Regions from separate parts of the Gossypium hirsutum genome. Here regions 2 and 3 are each linked to region 1. Evidence: chromatin contacts called from public Hi-C data. All regions are on one chromosome and are shown on one strand. The core of a region is the stretch at or near the end of the contact, and the rest is flanking DNA. Distances in the headings are between cores, read along the strand shown. Region 1 holds the start of LOC107896782. Region 2 holds the start of LOC107901226 (phosphatidylinositol/phosphatidylcholine transfer protein SFH12). Region 3 holds the start of LOC107896637 (AAA-ATPase At1g43910).

Evidence for each region. Hi-C and Micro-C count contacts between places; a contact is called where the count stands out from the background.
Region 2: a contact with region 1 is called in a Hi-C map of leaf, with 2.4 times the contacts expected there. The contact joins the promoter of LOC107901226 here to the promoter of LOC107896782 in region 1. A contact is called at or near these places in 2 of 34 Hi-C or Micro-C datasets (leaf and seedling).
Region 3: a Hi-C map of hypocotyl shows a contact between it and region 1, with 2.3 times the contacts expected there. The contact joins the promoter of LOC107896637 here to the promoter of LOC107896782 in region 1. A contact is called at or near these places in 5 of 34 Hi-C or Micro-C datasets (callus, hypocotyl and leaf).

The regions. Positions count from the first base shown.
Region 1 is chrA11:26,148,919-26,152,202 of Gossypium_hirsutum_v2.1, reverse strand. It overlaps LOC107896782, which reads right to left and starts at 1,575. Exons shown (of 4, transcript XM_041081486.1): 1 at 1,250-1,575; 2 at 1-784. The coding sequence starts at 257.
Region 2 is chrA11:26,385,506-26,388,789 of Gossypium_hirsutum_v2.1, reverse strand. It overlaps LOC107901226 (phosphatidylinositol/phosphatidylcholine transfer protein SFH12), which reads left to right and starts at 1,784. Exons shown (of 15, transcript XM_016827149.2): 1 at 1,784-2,050; 2 at 2,142-2,252; 3 at 2,352-2,577; 4 at 2,703-2,802; 5 at 2,912-3,178. The coding sequence starts at 2,234. It also overlaps the pseudogene LOC107959872.
Region 3 is chrA11:26,335,939-26,339,222 of Gossypium_hirsutum_v2.1, reverse strand. It overlaps LOC107896637 (AAA-ATPase At1g43910), which reads right to left and starts at 1,684. Exons shown (of 1, transcript XM_041081491.1): 1 at 542-1,684. The coding sequence starts at 1,684. The coding sequence ends at 653. It overlaps LOC107896629, which reads left to right. Exons shown (of 6, transcript XM_041081496.1): 5 at 296-1,141; 6 at 1,245-1,794. The coding sequence ends at 407.

The DNA of each region.
Region 1 (3,284 bases), core at 326-2,825:
AAGCTGGCTCTTTTTCGGCGTGGCTTGTCTTGAGGCCTTCTCTTTGGGAAACGAGTATCAGTTAAGCTATGCAACTGATTGGACATCGCGATCCATGGAGATTGGCGGTAAATAGACCCACACAAAAGGGAATTCAAACAGGGTTTTGGGCACAAATAAGAGGGGAGAGTCGACATAGTTCCAGAAGCAGGGGAAGCCTGGGATAGGAGAGTCCGACATAGTGGTCGAACGATACTTCTTAAAGCCCCAAATCCCATTTTCTAGATCATGAAATTGTTACGTTTAAAGGACAAGAGAAGAGGAAGGGGTTGTTTTTTTGAGCAGAGTGGAGGCAGCAAGCTTGTAAAACAGGGTTGGCGAAGAAGAAAAGAGACGAAGAAATTGGGCTGAAGCTTTGACATTGAGGCCCTTTCGTTTTTCTTTAATTTTCCAACTAAGAGCCCACTTGACCCAGCTTTGACTAGAGGCCTTTTCAGTAAATACAATGAACTTGGTTGTGTTAGATTGGTTTGGGATTAGGTTGATCTGATCTGAACCAACCAGACCATTTCAAGTTTTTTATTTTCTTTGAAAGAGAGTGACGTGTGAAATTAAACAGGATAAAATGAAAGTTGAATGCAATGATGTGAGAGACAAGGATGTTGAATACAGTTGTCTGTTGGTTGGTTCCTTAAAGTTTCTCTTTGTTGCTGAGTTTGCAGAATTTTAGCTCCTTCATCTTCAACCCACTTTACCCCTTCACCGGTTTAATTGTAAATGCAACTACAACCTAACCTATCAAAACCTTCAAACATATTCGAGATTAAGAATCAAGAAAAGATGGTCGAAAAAGTTTATGTTTGGAGAAATTCAAAATCAAAAACACTAACATCCAAACCAATGAATTTATGTATGTAGGTATCGATTTTGATAACGACTCCACTAAAGCTTATCATTATTATTTCATACTTGAATTTAGTATCTAGACCAAATAACATTACGTAACTCAGTAAATGTTTGATCTGTATCCTCTACTTAAAAAAGTATAGGTACATAATTGGGGGATTAAATATTTAAGCCAAATTAATGTAGGATAATAATAAATAAATAAATAACTAAAGTACCAAAGGACGCATTGTAACCAAACTTAGATACCAACTTGAGATAAAAAAAAACACTTAAATACTAAATTGAATATAAAAACTGAACACATGTACCAAATAGCATATTAACCTTAATTTATATTAAAAGTGAAGAAAAGCACCCATACCCTCAGGTTAAGAGAAATTGGCGCTGGCGCCATCTTTTTTACCGTTAAAGAAAATGAAGAGCAATGGCCCGCCATAACCGATAAAAGTGCAAAAAGGAAAAGGAATCCAATATATATAAACTTTGACAATAACAAAAACAAAAGTTGAGGGAACACAAAAGAAAATTAGTGTTGATGAAGAGAAGAATTAAGGCCTTAAGAAAGTGAGATTTATGGGCCACGAAAACCCAAAATATATAAGTAAAGCTGGCAACATCGAGGTCCCCGCCTTCAAAGCATAACATATATATTGGAGAGAAAAAAAGAACACAAAGACTGTCATGCTTGGATCATGACGTGCTCAAAAAGTGACCCTTAATATATATATGATGACGAGGAAGTCTTGGCTGTGAAGGTATATGGGTTTGCAAAGGCAAAAGGTAAAAGACATGTAACTACTAACTGTAACATCGGCCCTATTGAATCAAATTTGGGATCACATGATTCTTAATTAGGGCTCATGTGAAAAACCAATGATGAACTTGTTGACAATTTTTTCCCATTTAATGTGTCAGCCATGTGGTAAAAGATTAAAAAGAACTAAAAGGCACAATATTTTAAAGACCGTTGTTAGTAAAATCCGTCCAACTATGCCGGATATATGATTTTTGGCTTCAATCTAACATCAACATTGTGAGAAAGATGAGTGGGGTAATGCCAAATTTTCCTTTGTTTTAGGCTTTTCGACTAATTAATTTCCTTGGTGAATGCTTTTTCTGTGTCCTAACTTTGAGATATGGGTTTGTGTATATAAAAAAAAACACTTGGAAAGTACTAAAATCACCCCCCAAAAAAAATATTCCGTTATAAATTATATACTCAACACAACATCTTAGTGAATTACATCCTTTTATATATATATATAAGTTTTGCACAAATATTTATTTTGATACGTATATATTTTTTTCTTAAAATTGATATTTGTTTCATTTCTGTTATACAAAATAATACTTAAGACTAAGGCTATTTAACTTTTCATGTTGTTTCTAATAACTAATTGGCACCCAAAAATTCTATATTTGACACTTGGCAAATGATAATGTCACAAAGATATCATTATCTAAAATTTATTAAAAATCTAAAATAAATTAAAATATATATAAAAAATATAAATTATAAAAATCAAATATATTTTTTATTGAAAAATCAAAATCAATTAAATTTAAAAGGTTTTTGTTTAAAATTACATATTTACCTTTAATTACATAGTTCAAACAAAAAAAAAAACTCATATGTATTTATCTTCAACTCAAGATTTAAATTGAAATTATAACCTCTTCTGAGTATATATTTTTTAAAAATTATTGTCCAAAATTAAAAACATAGAATATTTTCTTTACAAAACATGAAATCGGACACGCATGCGAATGTGGCATCCCAATCTGAAATTAGTATTTGGTATCTAAACACGCATCCTTTTGAAAAAAATGTTGTATACTTTTTTAAAAGAGTAAATTAATTTTTCAGAAATAAGTTAATGAAATCTATTTTTTATTAATTTTTAAAATTTGTAATTTTTTAGATAATATGATAATTTTTATAAATATAAATATTATCTTTATAATATAAAAAAATTTTACTAATTTTTTTATTTTTGATGATGACATCACATCTTAAATATTCGTTGGATTACACGTTAAATATTCGTTGGATTACATAGATAAAGGTAACACCTTTAGTTTCAAGTACTATTTTGTATGATAGAAACTAAACATAGGTATCAATTTAAATAAGAGTGAGCAAAATTCGATTCGACTCGAAAAAATTGAAAAAAAGTTTTAATTATTTGAGTTAATTGAATCAACTTGAATTTCTTTTTCGAATTTCAATTTCAAATTGAATTAATTTTTTAATTTAAACAACTTTAATAATTCGAATAAATCAAATATTAAATTTTTTACTTTCCTTCCCTCTACCCCCTTCAAACCCTTTCATTTTTCCCAAAGAAATTTTACCACCCCAAAACTTCTTTTCTTTTATTTCCTCACAAAATTTT
Region 2 (3,284 bases), core at 535-3,034, 240 kb before region 1:
CACTTTTATCATAAGGAGTTCTATCGATGCAAGTGAGGTCTTTACTCTTCTCTCTTTAAGACATGCATGCTTATGTAGATGTGAAGTAACATACATGCTCAATCATATATTGGGTAATAACTAATTTTTATATATATGGGGACAATCCAGGATAATGGATAAGCATTTGAAAGCCCTTGCTTCAAAGCATCTGGATACGAAGTTCATCAAGCTGGATGCTGAGGTGAGCATTGACAAGCCTTTTCTGTTTCTAAATCTTGAGAGGGATTCGTTATATTTCATTTCAGTTTTCTTTATTGCCAACTTAAAATTCTGATTTTATTTTCCCCTTTGTGGCAGAATGCACCTTTCTTTGTTACCAAACTTGCAGTCAAAACTATGCCTTGTGTTATAATTTTCAGGTTAGCCACCTCTTATGCCATTTGACTTTTTTTGCCTTAAAGGAGAAATGTACAGAAATAAAACAGAGTTCATATTATGCTGAAAAAGAAGATTTATGTGTCATAATTGTGATGTTCATTAATTAGCTCTCTATATTCTTCTTATACTCAGAGAACTAAACTGAGTTTGTCAGCATTCTAATAATTTTTTGCGTTTAGTTTTGGCATCAAGTATTAAAGTTAGAAGACAACAATTTCCCTTTCATCATAAGCATCTACTTAAAGAATTGCAATTTTTGGGCAGAAAAGGGATTGCAGTAGATAGGTTGGTCGGGTTTCAAGATCTTGGAGGGAAAGATGATTTTGTTACTAGGACACTTGAGGTTGTACTGATAAAGAAAGGTAATGATTCTTATTGAAGTTGCACTTTTATATATCTTGTAGCAGCTTCTTAAACCACATATCATTTCACAGGTATAGTTAGTGAGAAGAAAAATGATGAAGATGACGAAGACGATGTTTACGATGAGAGTAAGCGCAAGACAGTGAGATCTTCTTTGAATCAAGACTCCGGTTCTGACTAAAGAAATGGCGACATGACTGTCAACTAATATTTGGTTCCTTATCTCAAGACCCAGAATTAAATATGAACATGTTAATGCAAGCGCACTAGTAAATTTACAAAGTATCTTGATGTAGCGCTGAAACTCGTCTTTCATGGCACGGTTTTGTGAGTTTGAAGTTCGAATCATATTGTAAAAGATATGGAAGCTTGAGGGACGGACTATTCACTATATGATACTCCTTAAGCAGTTATCTTTCACTTTTTATTATCATAATGGTTATTAATGTATGGTTGTAGTATTTGCCTGGTTATATATTCAAGGTCATATGAAGGTGGTTTCATGTATCACAATATTACAGTAATTAGCAGCTAGTTCTTAGCATTCATTTGTGAATGATTTTGCCTGGGAGGCAATTCAATTAAATAAGCTACATGAATCGATTAAATCTTAGTACTTGTACAAGTTTTAAGGAAGGCCCCACCCTTCGTCATCATTAATCTTTATGTTATATCTTGATTATCATGTGATCATCATGGTTTATGATACTTATTTGACCTACCTTTATCGATGCGTTGTACCCTTACCACCTTCCTTGAATTGCCATTAACAATGGTTGTTAAAAAGCACGCGGACATGGGGATTCAATGATTCAACAAGACCATGATGAAATAACAGGTTTGGTCCTTATTAATCAATGACCATAACATTCAAAGCCAAAACCAAAATTCGATACATGCAAAGCCTGGTATGAGGATCGACCGTTTGTTTTTGTTATCAAGTGGGAAAAGGAAAAAGATACTTCACAATAAATTTGAATGGATAGGCCTTGCATTTCGTATTCAAAGCCATTGATAAGTTGAGACTTGGTCAAAGAAAAAGCAAATGATAAATAAAGAAAGAAAACTGACCCATTTCTTCTTTTCCTACAAACATTAACATAAAAATACATTAAAAAAAATATCGGGTTTTGATTGGTAATGTCTTGTCTGCCTCATTGTCTGTCTCTCCGCCATTTTCGAAGGACTCTAAAAATACCTATAGAAAGAAAGAAAATTAGCTCTCTTTCTCTTACATCCCTCCAATCCTCCTTCCCAGTTTGCAGAGGTACATTCTTTCTCTTACTTTAAGTTGCAGTGTTTCTCTTTTAATCTTCCAAACCTGTGGCGGCCATATTAAACCACTATATTATGTGCAGGCATTTGGAGGAACCATAAATATATATACGTGTGCTTGATTCGCCTGCCTTTTACTGTTTTCTCACCTATAAGGAATCCATAGCCCCTCATCATGGCTGACGTTAACCCAGGTCCTCTTCTTATTCTATGCCTGTTATTGTTGTAGTGTTGGATGTTTCATTTGCATGAATTTTTCTGGCTTCGTATAATTGTCACTATATTTAATGCAGAAATGGATGCTTCGGAGGAAGAAAAAAACAGAAGGGGTTCATTCAAGAAAACAGCCTCCAATAGATTCCGGAATTCAAGGAAAATGAGGAGCAGTAAAGTAATATCTGTTGAAATCGACGATGAGCGTGACACGGAGGAGATGCAGTCCGTCGAGACCCTGCGTCAGGCGCTTATAGCCGAGGATATGCTGCCTGAAAAACACGATGATTATCACACGTTGCTCAGGTAAGGTTCTATCCTGTTTCATCTTTAGCATTGTACATATATATATATATGCATATAGCTGCTGCTGAGTTTGGATTTGTCATATACTTGTTAACCTCTAAACGTATACCCCTTTGATAATGCAGATTCTTGAAGGCTAGAAGATTTGACATTGAGAAAACAAAGCAAATGTGGGGTGATATGCTCAAATGGAGGAAGGAATTTGGTACCGACACGATTTTAGAGGTATAATCATCTCCAGAGAACATATAATTGTGCTATTTGTTTATGGAAATTGCCCCTCAAAATGTCTCTCTGGCTGAGTTCCATTCCATTTCTTGCTATTTTGTTTAAGGACTTTGAATTCAAGGAGAGAGAAGAGGTTTTGAAATATTATCCCCAAGGGTACCATGGAGTAGATAAGGATGGACGACCGGTGTATATAGAGAGAATAGGCCTAGTAGATGCTACCAAGCTCATGCAAGTCACCACCATGGATCGCTATCTCAAATACCATGTAGGGGAGTTTGAGAAGACCTTCAAAATTAAGTTTCCATCTTGCTCTATTGCTGCCAAGAAGCACATTGACCAAAGCACAACCCTCTTGGACGTGCAAGGAGTGGTAACTGGAATAATAACACCAAGTCTAATCATCCAAATCTTAAATTTCAAAATTATAACTCATGTATTCTGACTATATATATGTATGTATACATCGTTGTATATGA
Region 3 (3,284 bases), core at 435-2,934, 190 kb before region 1:
CTGTTAGATTCAGGGGGGAAATGTTTGGACACCTGGAAGAATTTTGCGTTGATGTTATTTCCCCCTTCATATTTAAAATGTCAATATCAATGCACCAGGATCCTAAATTGATTTAGGAAAGAAATTCAACCATGAAGATTGTCATGAAGCACACTCTTTTGATGATATGGAGTCAAACTCTTTTGTAAATGCCACAAGTTTACCCGCTTTTAAGCCAGATAAGTAAATTAAGTCAAAAATATTTCAGTGTCTCAGACCCAGCAAGCATTGAATTTTGTCTTCTCTTCAACTGCAGCTTCCTCTTATCCTTCTTGCTGTTAAGAAATTCGATGAGACCTTGGAGTGCAACTTTGGGTTCATCACTGATCATCAGTTGTTGTGCCACTTCAGCAGTTTGTCATCTTTGATCCCAAGATATGAAGCTGCAAGTTTTCTGAATCCTGCTGGACTACAATATCCCATGTAAATATGCACATCCATTCGCCCCGGCCGTAGCAGCGCTGGATCCAACTCTTCTTTATGATTTGTGGTAATGATTATGATTCTTTCATTCCCACAGCTCGACCACAATCCATCAATGAAGTTGAGTAAGCCTGATAGTGTTACCTACAAAATTATGTTAACTTAGTGACTTCAGAAACTTGTTTCAACGTCAATCAAACCAAGATAAGGAGAGAAACAAATGAATTACCCGATAGTTGATAGAGAAGGGACGTTTGTTCTCATCTTCATCTTCTTCTGCTTCACATTTTTCAATGACCTTGGTTCGATCATGTGATGCTGTTGTGATGCAATCTATGTCTTCGATGAGAAGAATGGAGCGGTTTGTGGTGGATGTGAGTATGCGTCTGAGATCGTAATCGTTTCTAACGCCTTGAAACTGAAGATCATATACATTGTATCTCATGTAATTCGCAACTGCAGCAATCAGTGATGATTTTCCTGTCCCAGGTGGACCATACAAAAGGTACCCTCGTTTCCAAGCCCTGCCAACGTTCTCGAAGAACTCCTTGCGTTCCATGAATGAATCAAGATCCTTCATTATGAATTCCTTAAGCTGGGGCTCCATTGCCAAGGTCTCAAATGTTGACGGGTGCTTGAAAGCGGTCGGCTCCCACATAGAACATTCTTGATCATAAGTGTAAATGCTGAGGCTGTCACTCTTGTTCAGAATTTCTTGTGCAGTTCTGTTAATATAAGGAAAGTACCTTTGCTCAACTCTTTCTCTATCCCTTTTGTTGCAGGTCAAGCTGAAGAATCTCTTAGTAGGGACGTAGTACTTTTTGGGTTCAATAGAAGATAAAGTCCATTCCAAGCGCATGCCATCAAAATCATCCTTGATCCTGCAATCAACAGGGATGCTACGTTTTGGTGGTGTGGTGGGATCACTGGACTCATCGAAACCTACGAGAAGGCTATCGCTGGAGGGTCCAATTATGGTGGGCAAGTAGATCTCCGCAGCTCGAAACAATTGGTTATCGCCAGCGTGCCATCGGTTTTCGATTATGAAGGTAAAGTCGGATGAGAAGTAAGCAGAAGTAAAGTCGTAAATCATAGAGAAGATGTAGTTTGTCATCCTTTCAGGGAGCATTTCATTTAAGATGGTTCGGATTAACATAGCCATGGCTGAAATAGAAGCATAAGCGGAGAGAATAGTAGACAAAGAAGGTAACTCTTTCAACATTGTACCCAATTTTGTATTCTTCCTTTGTTTTGCTTCTTCTGTGTGGAAAACACAGAAAAAAAACAAATTCAATGGAGCAGTTGAGTGAAGGGTGAGGAACACTCAGTACATTTGCATTCCCTTATATACATATATATCATAAGATCAGTGTGCGAAACCGTGGAAGTCTCCTGGAGATAAACATTAACAGCGTGAACTGCTTGAAAGGAACAGGGTAATGGTCCCACCCCAGTACCCTACAACATTAGCTTCTCAGTATAACCCTGCTTTGATTGGCCAAGGGTTCACACCCAATCCCAAAAAAGGGGACGGCTAGCACTTTATGGTAGTTTAGTAGTGGTAGTGTGTAGATTGTCCCTCAATAATATCAATATGTATAAGAGGCTAATTTTAGGTACACAATTTAAAAATATGATAGGATATAAAAATATAACATAATATCAACATAATGTAATTAGTATATAAATTTATTAAACAAATAATGTTGAACTGAAATATTTTATTAAAAAAAAACAGAAGTGCTGTCTTTATGTATTGAGATAATAAAAAAAAAGAGTATAAAAAATGGAATTTTTAATGAAAATTGAATGATTTTACTCAATAAAGAAATGAAAAAAAATTAGAAATTTACTAAGAAATATAATAAAGAAAGAAAACAGGGAAAGAAAAAAATCTAATGATGAAGATGATCTTCCTATACTACTTTGAATTTTTTTTTTAATTCAATCAACAACAACAATATATGCTTATTTATATTTTAAAAGTATAAAAAAATTAAATTAAATTATATTTTATATATCATTATATTAAATTATTTTTAAATATAATATATTATTATATTTAAGTTTTTGAAATATTCTATGTATCATGCACTTTATAAATAATTTATATTAATTAATTAAAAGATATTTAAAATTTATACTTTATATACCATTATATTAAATTATTTAAAAATTATATAACATGACTAATTTCTAATTTTCCATTATCATGTCTAAAAAAGATATTTTGACCTTCAACCACAAATTTTCACAGTAATGGAGAACACAAAAAATTAACAAAGAACACTTTTCAAAAACATTTTTCTTAGGCTTAAACAACAAAATGGTATCTAAACTATACTAGTTTTCCCAAATTGGTACTTAAAACCTTTTTTGGGTTAAAATTGGTACCTAAACTATTAAGCTGTTACCCATTTTACCCCAACTGTTAGACTCATTAGAATTTTTTTCAGCCAAAATCACAACTTGCCACGTAGCTATCTATTTATTTTATCCCGTCAATATAGTAGTGTTGATTTTGCCAGATTTTCTTATATTTTCTTCTCATTAAACAATTTTTATACAATTTTCTTACCGATTGCTTCATTGTACAAAGTTTCCACAATTTATCATCTTCAAGCTTCCTGTCTTCTTCTTTCTTCACCTTTTGTTTTGGGGCGTTTCCATTTTATAAGTGTTCTTTGTTATTGAAACATTAATAGAATTAAAGGGCCAGATACTAAAGTGGTGTTAGCGTTTGAATCGAGTTAAACAACAAAGAATCGATTTAAGCAATAATGAATTGATTCAAACAACAAAAAGAATTGAGTCAATCAACA